Regions from separate parts of the Columba livia genome. Here region 1 is linked to region 2. A link is a contact called in public Hi-C data. All regions are on one chromosome and are shown on one strand. Each heading gives the region's core, a stretch centred on a gene start, on an enhancer-like site or on the middle of the called end of the contact. The rest is flanking DNA. Distances are from core to core; before and after follow the strand shown. Region 1 holds the start of PXDC1 (PX domain containing 1). Region 2 holds the start of ECI2 (enoyl-CoA delta isomerase 2).

The links. A called contact is a pair of places that touch in the nucleus more often than the background predicts.
Region 1: a Hi-C map of liver shows a contact between it and region 2, with 2.4 times the contacts expected there. The contact joins the promoter of PXDC1 here to the promoter of ECI2 in region 2. A contact is called at or near these places in 2 of 2 Hi-C or Micro-C datasets (crop and liver).

What each region holds. Positions count from the first base shown.
Region 1 is chr2:73,343,259-73,348,743 of bColLiv1.pat.W.v2, forward strand. PXDC1 (PX domain containing 1) reads left to right here and starts at 3,301. Exons shown (of 5, transcript XM_065052505.1): 1 at 3,301-3,732. The coding sequence starts at 3,477.
Region 2 is chr2:73,161,625-73,167,584 of bColLiv1.pat.W.v2, forward strand. It overlaps ECI2 (enoyl-CoA delta isomerase 2), which reads left to right and starts at 2,132. Exons shown (of 10, transcript XM_065052499.1): 1 at 2,132-2,291. The coding sequence starts at 2,230.

The sequences.
Region 1 (5,485 bases), core at 2,051-4,550, 180 kb after region 2:
AGTCTAATGCAAACATTTACTATCTGTGCACGAGCATTATCTGGCAAAACCTTTCTGGAGCCACACAGTAACAGATGACTGTTACTAACCCAACTTCCATGAACAGCAGTTGTGCCCAAATTTAATGGCTGGCTGGCATTACCCTACTGTAATAGGGATCCTCAGGAGCATACCCAGGTGGCGAGAGGGCACATATATACATCCTGCAACCTAGGCTGAGAACAAGATTAAATTGCGGTGGGCTACTGATTCGCCCACAGGCTATGAGTGGCCATACCAGAAGTGCTCAGTGGCAGGATTTTAAGCTGTGCCACATTTTTACTTTTCACTCCAAAAAGGGGATGTTGTACTTCTGTACTTACTGGATTAAGATTGCTTTTTCTGTAACAGGCTCATACTCATAGGGCAATAATGAACTGATCCTGCATGTTCAGCATTAGGCATAGGAGTACTCCTAAACTGCAGGATCTGGCATCAGAATGTCAGCTTCAAGCCCTTTAGATGTAGAGTTTTCAGCATAGGCTCATTTTCCATGAGCAGGCAGTAACAGGCACATAGGGTTTTGCGTGCTTTGAATATTTTAATTAAGTTGGAAGTGTGGCACCAGTCAGACTGAAAGAGCAAAATAGAACCAAACATTTAACACCCAAGCCTACAGGATGGTGCATGCCAGCCTTAGCCCAGCAGAAGCTGAGGACTCCCAACCAAGACCTTGCAGAATCCAGCTGAAGCTGGGGCTCTGACAAGGTGCTGAGAGCCTTAGAGGTCTATTGAGTGACGTGCAGTTTGTGGGCAGGTCAACAATGGCAAACATAATTCTATTGCAAAGGCGGCAGAAAATACCAGCAGGAATCAGAAAATGTCAAGCACTTCCCCTGCCTAAATAGTTAGAAGCAACACAAGGCTGACATCTTTAAAAAAAAAGTGGGGGGTTACTCTCACAGTTCTCTTCCCAGAAGTTTCACTTCCTTAGGATATGTGGTTCTTTTGGGTTACCACAGCAACTGTCAGAAGAGAAGGCATTTTATTTTCTTGCTTTGTTCTTACACGGAAGAACTGGGAAGACCACCATGTACTGGAACAAGAGGAAGGATTACAAAAGCCTGCCCTGAACAAAAGGAGCTGTGTGGAGGTCTTCCTACAGTATAAAGGTTCACAACAATTCCTTTCCTGTGAAGCCACACTGAATACTCTGAACAGCTAATATGGGGCACTCAGGAGAGATGTCTAGCCTGACAGTGATGTGAAAATGTTTTTCGTGGTGATCCAAGGTGAAGCAAGTGGGCCGCTGCTGCACGCTTTGTTCCGGGCAGGGGTACACAGCTCTCCTCGAAAAGCGTGTGCCTTCAGGTTGTTTGCTTTGTTCGGTTTTGGATCACAGATACGGGCTGTTCTCAATAAAGTTAGTTAGGTAGGAATCAGTGCTGAGCATCTCAGGATCCACTCCAAGTTCTTTAGCATCACTCATCCTGTTTTGAAAAACACAGATTTCTCTAAAGAAATGTCTGCAGGTGCTGTGGCGCGAGACTGCAGTAAACGAGCATGAGCTTTTCTGTTTGGAGAAATGGGGCTCAGTCATTTGCGTTAGTTACATATAACTGTGCTTTGGAGTGAACTAGAACCAGTTTTGTTATGTAAAGGTTAAACCAAGAAAATATACAATTAGATATTTGAATAGGGAGATTGGGACATCATTGCCTTTGTCAGTTTGGAGTTGGTTTACCGTAAAGGCATCTGGCACCTGAATGATTTTGGCAGTTACTAGCAACATGTTATGTATCAAAGAGTGTGGTTTAGTCACTTAATTATGCACTTAACAGAAAACTATTAATCATCTTTCACCTCTGTGCCCCTCCTGCCCACCCCCCACCACTATTCTTATTTGCACTGCCCCAAGCTGATCCAGCTGCAATGTTCTCCAAACACCACTTTTTGGCTGATAACCGTAGCAGTGATCTTGTCTCTGGGTTTTGCTGATTTTTTGAGCAGTTGAACAGCACAAGGATCATTACTGTGTGAATTCCTGACCTCCTGAACCACAGATGTCACACCGGCAGAAACTGGCTTATATTTGATAATTCATAGTGTGAGTGCAACGACCTCCAACCTCCCCAAATTATACAAACAGGAAGGGTCTCTCCTGCCCCAGGCCATGGCATGACCCCGGGAATTCACCCAATGCCTCCCTCAGCAGCAGAAAGCCGGTGCCGGAGGCCACTGCCTTCAAGCAGAGGCCCATCCCAGATGATGAATCCCACGTCACTGTGCTGTCATTCGCTTCACCTTCAGCATGTATATCTTAACCCTGCAGCTTCTAGGCACTTTCAGACATCCAGGTGTCTCCCACACACTTCCTTGCTTTACAGTGCATCTCCAGTTTTGACAGATGACTGTATCTGACTGTTCCAGCCCTGCCAGCTCTCCCAGTGCCCCATGCTCTCTTGTGCCTCAAGACAGTACTTGAGGTCCCTGGTGGGAAGGAGAGGCTGTATTTGCAAGTGCAGGTGCCCCCATCTCCCTCCTGTGAGAGATGCTGCTGGAGGCTCTCTCAGGGGTGGCATCCCACCAGACTATTAAGAAAAGGCCGAAGGACTCCCAGACACCAGCTGTCTACACCCTTTCTCCTGCTTGTCCTCTCAATAATCGACCTCCGCCTCCCTGGAGATGCCGGCACGGCTGCCGGGGTCTCCCTTTAGGCTGCCCAGGGCACTGACGGTCGCTTTTCCACTGTGTGTGCTGCTAGGGGCTGGCAGCCTCGCATGCCGCAGCTGGAGACAGTGTAAGCAATTCTCCCTGTTCCTCCCTCAGCTGGCTGGGCTGGAAGTTTTGGGTTGTTGTGTTTTTGTTTGTTTGTTTGTTTGTTTGTTTAAAAAAAACACAAACACACAAAACAACCCCCACACCACCAAAAAACTTCTGGGGTCACTGGGAGGGGAAGAAATTTCCTCGTAATATCTGTGGCGTCTGCGAAATCGTCCCGAGAAGGAAGAGGAGGATCCCGCCGTGGGGACCGCGGGTGTTTGGGGGAGGGAGTTGGCGCTGGCTGCGGGACCGGGGGCGTCACAGCAGCCGCGGGCAGCCCCACTCCCTCCCGCCGTGGACGGGAGGGGCTCTGCCTTCCTGCAGCGCCGGGGAAGAAGGGGCCGAGCTACCCCGCTCCCCGCCCCGGGAGGGGGTGAGAGCCGCCCTGCTCGGTGCCGGGGGCTCAGCGGAGCAGAGGCTGGGGTGCCCGGGCCGGCCTCTCGCTGCGGGCCACCGTCTATGAGGCGCCGGCGAGCCCTCCCTCCAGCGCCGGGAGGCGGCTCAGCCCCGGCGGGCAGGGCAAGGCAGGGCCGGACCAGAGGGGGGGCCGTGAGGCGGGTGGCACCCCCCTTCTCTCTTCTTCCTCCTCCTCTTCCTTCTCCTCATAACTTGGCCGCGGCGGCGCGGAGCGCTGCGCTTCGCCCTCCGCCGGCGGCGGGGGATGCGGTGGCGGGATGGCCTCGGCCGTGTTTGAGGGCACCTCGCTGGTGAACATGTACGTGCGGGGCTGCTGGGTGAACGGGATCCGTCGGCTCATCATCAGCCGGCGGGGCGACGAAGAGGAGTTTTACGAGATTCGCACCGAGTGGTCGGACCGCAACATCCTCTACCTGCACCGCAGCTACTCCGACCTCGGCCGCCTCTTCAAGCGGCTCCTTGACTCCTTCCCCGAGGACCGACCCGAACTGTCCCGCTCCCCCTTGCTCCAAGGTCTGAGCAGCCTCCGCGGGCGCGGCGCTCGCTGGGCGGCGGGCGGGCGGGCGTTCAGCCGCTGCCGCTTTTCCCGGGATGGCGGTGGCGGGGCGGGCGGTTCCCCCGGGCGGAGGGAAGGGGTGAGGAGCCCGAGCCGCTATGCGACCGGACGGGGCGGGGGGGCTGGGAAGCTGCGGGGGCGTTTTGCGGTCGGAAACTCCGCTCGGGCTGTTGATTTCTGTCGGTTTTGGTTTTTTTTTGTTTGGGTTTTTTTTTGGTAAATACACGGTGGGAGTGAAGGGCTGTCCCGCAGCCCGAGCTGGGGCGAGAGCCGCGGACTCTGCGCTCCTGCAGGAGGGAGGTCCCAGCCCCGCCGCTGTCCGCAGCTCCGCGGGGACAGGGGCTCCGGGCTGATCTGGTCTGGGCGGCAAAGGGGTTCACGCTGCCCTTCACCGCTGCCGCCGGCCTCCCCGCGGCTTCCCGAGGAAGGGATGGGAGGGTTGTTGGCAGGAGAAGGGCTGTAGCTGAGAAATCTCCGCATGTTGGTATGTTGTTTGCCACAAGGAGAGCGGAAAAAAATAAGAGGCTGCAGCACTTGCCAGTGGACCGAGCGAGTCTGGGAGTTGGCATAATTCCTTGCATAACTTCTGCAAAACAGGGGAATTGCATCAGTGGTTAGAGCTGGGTTTTCTCTTTTCGTTTCTGAAGTGGATTAGCCCAACTTGAGAGATGTTACCCATGCTCAGGCCTCTCTGTACAGAAGCCGCATGTACATGTTAAGCTCTCTTGGGAGTTGGTTTTAATTTGTTTAACTTTTGGGGTACAGTTAGATACAGTTATGTGTTTACTCGAAAATATTTCAAGTGTGCAGAGTTGTGCAGGCCAGTCTGCTCATCTGAAAATGGACGTGTCTGGAGAAATTCCAGTCTCCCCAGTTGTTTGAGTAACCACATAGATTATTTGATTGAACAGAAATGGGAAGAAGCCAATATTTTGTGTATGTTTTCCTCTGTGAGAGGATAGGGAAGGACTCGGTGATCCTGAGGGTCTCTTTCAACTGAAAGGATTCAATGAAGCTCTCCCCTGCTCTTGCTTTGCCTCACACCTTGCTAGTGTGACCCCCCATTGCAGAGGGTCTACGTTTTGCATTGTGGGGGCTGGTTCTCCACCCTGCATACCAGTGTAAATCCACCGCATTTATTTCTCCGCCCTACCTGTGTGACAGCGGGCTCTCTTCCCATGGAGGGGAGGCAGCGACAGCAGGTCCTTCCCGGGCTGACTCACCAAGGATGTTTTCTGACGGGTGTTTAAAGTGAGACACGGCTTTTTCTACTGCCCTGCCTGATCCCTAACCTCTGATGGTGGGTTGGGGGGGTTGTGCCTCCTTTAAAAATGCTTATATCTTTCCCTTTTCTTCTTTCCCTCTCGGCGGCGGGAGCCAGAGCCCGTTCCCCGGCCAGTGTCCCCCGGCTCCGGGCTCTTCCCCTTCCCGCTGCCGGGAGGTGGCCGCTCGGTCCCGCGGGCGCCGGGGCAGCTCCGCCGCCACTCGCAGGCCCCGAGTGCCCTCTGCAGACGGCGGTGATGGGCGCAGCCCGGCAGTCCCTTGCTGTCCGCCCCGGGCTGCGGGCGGGGAGATGCTTGCGGGAGCTGGGTGCCGGAGGGCGGCTGTCCCTCCAGCTTGGGTGCGGGCTGGGAACGGAGGAGTCCTCTGGCTGTTGCTGCAGATCGCTACACCCCCACCTTTCAGCCCTGCTGTGTGCCTGACACAGTG
Region 2 (5,960 bases), core at 882-3,381:
TAAATCTGAAGCAACTTACCAAATGAGTTCTCTAGGGAGTCCTCTCTAGATTCATCGCATTAGTGCTAACAATAGTACTACAGTAAACTTTCAACTGATGCTCATGACATTCCTGTAATTATTTTTCTGGCCTTTTCAGACTACAAGACTAAAACTGTTGTGTGCATAAGCTTTCAATAAAATAAACTATTATTTGACAAAACAAATGCCAGTATTTTAGAGCAGAATTCTTTTCTTTTTTATTCACAGAAAGCCTCATTCCTGTAGGTCAGAGGAAAAAATTAGCCCATAGTTTGGCTTTATGCATTCAAAATACTGTCTCTGTCTAACAAGGTACATACTTTAAAGCCATCAGTTTTGCTTGATCAAGGCCAAGTAAGAGTATAGAACAACAATACCATTTAATATAACACCTTCAGAAGGGTGCTTTCAAAGTCTTTTATAAACATGAATTTCATCTCACAACTCTGCGTAGCAGAGAAAGAAATTGCCACTGAGAGGCTAAAACGCAAATAAATACCTATTTTAAGTAGGTCAGCTAGAGGCGCAAACCAGTAAAGGTTGTGTCTGAAACTGAGAAATGGTAGGCTTTTGGATCTGTAATCGTAAGCAAAATTCAAGATGTATCAAGTTCAAAGAAGAACACTCATGCTTGAAATTCAAGGCTGTGTTAGAAAAAGTCAGCTACATGTGATTTGACCAGAGTCACACATCACAACCATGGCAAGATGAGAAAAAAAAGTGCCATCCTAACTGCTGGTCTCAAACAGTTATGTACACTTTTGGAAAACAGTAACCAAGCATTTAAGGAAGGAGAACCCCACAGCTCATTAACAGCTTTGAAACATTTATCCTTGAGGGAGAACTCATAGTCCTAAATGCATTTACTTTTGGGGAAAGGAGAAACAAACAAACAAGAAATTGAATCAGGACTAAAAGGTGATTTTATTGGATGCTTTTTGAAAGGAGACTGACAGAGCTGAGTATCCCAGTCATGAAGATCTTCCCAGCACCTGACTGAACACAGAAACATCTTTCCCAAAGCAGATAACATCAGCAAGGAAAAATTAAACATACCCTGAGAAGCGAAAGCTCAAAGTGCAAAAGCTTAGCAATAAACAGCAATATATTTTAAGTTAGATGGGACAGACACTAGCATTTATTTCACTTCTGCACGGCACCAATCCTACTGAGGTACAGACCCAAGGCTATTCAGTAGCCCACCAGCTGATTTGTGTGGAAAAACAAGGACATGAACATATTTAAGAGCTACCTAGCAGGCAAAAATAGAAAGATAATACAAGTAATGGCCCCCCTCAATAATGTGATGTGTGTTACAAGGCACTTTTGAGGGGCTGAGTCCATTACTTTTGCTCACTGGCTTCACATCTGATCATTTTCCATAGTCTGCTCTCTGACAGTGCCAGCTGCCCGTCAGGCTTAGAAGTCATAGAATGTCCTGAGTTGGAAGGGACCCACAAGGATCACGGAGTCCAACTCCTGTCCCTGCACAGGACAACCCCACAGTTCACACCATGTGTCTGAGGGAGTTGTCCAGTCTCTTCTTGAACACTGTCAGGCTTGGGGCCGTGACACCTCCCTGGGGAGCCTGTTCCAGTGCTCCACCACCCTCTGGGGGAAGAACATTTTCCTTATGTCCAGTCTAAACCTGCCATTCCCGCGGGTTCTGTCGTTGGTCACCAGAAAGAAGAGTTCAGTACCTGCCCCTCCTCCTCCCCTTGTGAGGAAGCTGTAGCCCCATGAGGTCTCCCTTCAGACTCCTCTTCTCCAGGCTGAACAAACCCAGTGACTTTAGCCACTCCTCATACTCCCCTTCAAACCCTTTCACCAGCTTCGTGTCACTCTTCTGGATACTCCAGTAGCTTCCACAACAACCTGTTTAATTTCTGACCCCGAAGTGCATTTCCCAGGCTATGGCTCCAGACTGCTGTCACACCTGCATCTGGTTGCTCGTAGAGAGGAGACTCCCCGCCCGGTCCCTCCCGCCAGCGGAGCCCCAACCTGCCGCCTCACGGCTCCCGCCAAGCCCGGTCCGGCCCGGCCGCTGTCACCTCAGCGGCTGCGGGCGAAGCCATCACGCTCAGCCCGGCCTCCACCACGGGAGGCGATCGCCATCCCCTCAGCTGAGGGCGCAGTAGCTCCGGCGGGGCGGAGTTTGCCGCCGCCGCCGCCGCCACCTCCTCCTCCCCCGCCGTGGCTCCCCGTGTCATGGCGGCCTCCGCCCTGACCTTTGTTCGGAGGTTGTGCTGGCAGCCGTTCTGCCAAGTGAGGTGAGCCCCGATCGCCCGCGCACTGTCCGTGTGGCTGGGGGCTCTGGTGCCGTCCCGCCCCGGTGAGAGCCTGGTCCGAGAGCCGCTGTCTCCTCGCCGCGCTCCCGGGTGAGTGGCCGGTAGCGGGTGGCCTGGCTCCCTCCCCGGCCCTGCTGCTCCGGGGCTGCCCAGTGGGCCCTCTCATAGAGGCCAGGGGAAGGCTGAGGGCCGGCAGTGGCGCGGCCGGGGCTGTAAGCGCCGTGGGGCGGCGGGAGGCCCGGCCGTTGCCTCAGGCCTGGGCAGCCCCGTCTCCCTCCTGCCGGGGCCCGGCGTGGAGACCGAGCGCCCTCCCACCCGTGCCACTCGATGAACCGGGTTTGATTTCTCTATGCGGCCCGTACGTACGCGGTTAATGCGCGGAACGGGACACTGGTTTCATCCTAAGTTGAGGGAAGTCACTTTCTGCTGGAGACAGGGACCCTTCCAGCCGTACCGCCCACATTTTGTGTTTGAACACACTTGTGGGAGTGGGATACTTGCGTTTGGTGCCTGTACCCTTGTATTTCTGTCTCCTGAGGCAAGTGTATAACCACCAAAGAAGTAGTTAGGGTGGGTGTAAGGGGCCTGAAACTGTACTGAAATATGGAGAAAAATATGTGATTCTATATCACAGAATCACAGAATCACAGAATGTTAGGAATTGGAGGGGACCTCAAAAGATCATCTACTCTGATCCCCCTGCCGGAGCAGGAACACCCAGATGAGGTTACACAGGAGGGCGTCCAGGCAGGTTTTGAATGTCTCCAGAGAAGAACACTCCACAACCCTCCCTATGTTCTTGTTCTTTCCCCCCTCCCAATCAGTCCCACGAAAACAAGCTTAACCATGTGTTCAGCTAATTAGGGCTTCTTGCTGAGACTACTCTGACTTTCGAAATAGTGATGCAATATCTCCCATGGTCTGTCTTCATTACATATTGATCTTGAGCTGTTTCCAGGTAACGTGTCACTTGCACTAGTGACACTGGGACAGGTGTGCAGCTCTGGTGTTAGCTGGGCTGTGGGAAGCAGAAAGGATGACTTGGCTTCTGAGTGGACTTAGAACTGTAGGATTGACATTGACAAAATAACGGTTAAGTTGGAAATTCTACTGAAAAATTGTTTGTGTGTGAATGATAATCGCGAAGTGTGTCAATTTGTAGAATTTCCTCTTCCTATCAAAAATATCTTAATAAATACTCAAGTAAATTAAGCATTTGGTTTGTTACATATACTCAGTAAGCAAGATCCTAAGTAGAATAGTGAAACAAGCATCACCATACCAATAGATTAAAGACCTATAGTACTCTGATTGTTATCAGCACACAATTTTGACTGTTATAATGTACACTTTCATAAGTGAAATGCTTTTATCCAAGTATCTCCATTAGGCATGAATGCATTTTGACCAGAAAACTGTATTCATTTAGGCATTAAGGTATAATGTTTTTCTCCCAAGGCTTTGTGAGAAATTATTTGAAGCATGTACATAAAAAATTTCAGATACAGGGAGAAACAGAGAGAATGCAAGTTGTGTGATCAGCATGACTTCTGCCCTTATTTCAAAAAATAACTCTTTAGGCAGACTTTCTACAGATAAATATTAATTTAATGTAGCTAAGTTGTTACAACAAGAGGAAGGGAAAGCAATTCTAAGTTGGAAAGCATGTAGAAGACTGGCCTGCTGGACATCGTTAGGCTAGTGCAGTCAGATGAATTTGAAATGGCAAGATGCGGTATGTGAAATAAGGTAATAGATTAATATGAATAATGAGTTAATGTTTCTAGTATATTATCCAGATATAATACAGATAAATGGTGCAGTTTTTCCAGTAGTACAACACCAGACAGGTGGGCTTTATTTTCTATGTCAACTGTATGCTAGCAGAATTATATCAAAGATGCTGACAGCCTTGCTATGCCAATACATTTTGGAGGCTTTTTTTGCAGTCTAAATTTAAAAAAAGGGGCATATCTTTGGAGAACTGGGAGGTGAAGGCTTATACAAATATAAGTGCAAAATACAAGAATTCCTCTTACTTTGGTGTTTTGCATTTTGTGTTTGTTTGGTTGTTTGGTTTTGGTTTGGTTTGTTTTTCCAAGAAGGGCATTCATAATCCTTTCAGACATGGAGTTGTTAGTTCTACAGGCTGTCTTCCCATGTACCCGCTTTTTGTCCTGCCCCATCGCAGTATGTAATTTTTCCAAGTTTGAATTTGTCTGAGGAGGAGGGATGCTGACATAAATGCACATTCAGAAGAGTCTTACTGAGGCTGTACCCATTCAACAGTCTTTCCATTCAGCTGTTTGAGATTGGGAGCTTCACTGCTGTGGGGATGTATTTGCATTTAAGGCAGGTGAGACCACTGGGAGCAAAAGGTTTGCTGCTGGGAAACCTGTGTCCACACTATCCCTGTTTTGAGGGTTTCCTTCAGGCTGGTTGTAGTATGATCCCAGTGACAGGCCCATGACTGGGTGCCTGTCAGCAGCTGGGAGACAGCTCCCAGTTTTATGGTATCTAGAAGGGATCTATATCAGATGTGCCAAGACAACTCTGCAGCACAAACGAGTGAAACAGAGTTGGAGACAACTTTGAGACTTGCTCCAAGAGCATTCTCCTGGTCCAAACTAAGGTAGTAACCTAGTCACACTTGGACTTTGTAGTTGGTAGTTATATCAGCAACTTTAAAGGAGCTCAGATCTTTATCAAAGACTGGTTTTTCTGTGAGCTACTCCTTTGATTCTCAGCAGCTCTGAAGGGACTTTTCAGAGGAGTGCTATTAAATGCTGGTATTTAAATAAAGTGGATTGAAAAAAATGGTTCTTTTTCTCTTATGGTGTTGGCTTGTTTATGTGGCCTTTGTTGGTCTTTGCCTGTGCCTGGGATACTTCCTGCTTACAGTAAATGTGTCTTTGCTACAGTATCTACTCTTCAGCTTGGGAGGCAGCAGTCTTAAGGGGTTGAGTTCACTTCCATCCTGGCTCTCGAGCTGTGTCCCAAATCTCTTCTTAGCTTCCCCGCATCATCCTGTGACAAGACATCTGCATGTTTACAGCCCACACACACACAACAGGAGCTCAGGTGCTATTAAATCCCAGCAAAATATGCAACAGTCCTTATTCAGTCTCTGCAGCCTTTTTCTATTTCTGTCTGGGAATTTATTGAACCAGCTCCCTGAATTGCTTATCCTTTACTTGGCAGTACAGTTGCATTCTTTGGTTGTTATGTCAAAGGCCCTTTGATACATTTACAGCAAAGCAGGACATCATAATCCTTGCATCTGCTCCTTTCACTGTCTCTGACTGCAGACCTTATAGCTCTTTTCTGCATTTCCTCCCACAAAGCCAGTCAGATGTAAGCTCCTGGGAGGAGGCCCAAAGGGTTTGACTTTGTCCTGGATCTGTGCACATTATGAAGAAACTCCTCTGTTGAGAGTGGAGGAAGAACTGATCTCTTGCAGCTGAGAGATTATTTCTGGCTTTGTCCAGCGGCTGTTTTCTGGGGCCTCTCCTAGTGAGAAGAGGCTCAGTATTCCAGGTCATTCCCTGAAAGTACTTCTTTATTGCTGTTAACAGTCTGTTGACTGCATCGTGGGTTTTTTGTTTGCTTGGATTTAATATATGAGGAGGATGTAAACACAGCCTTCCACTG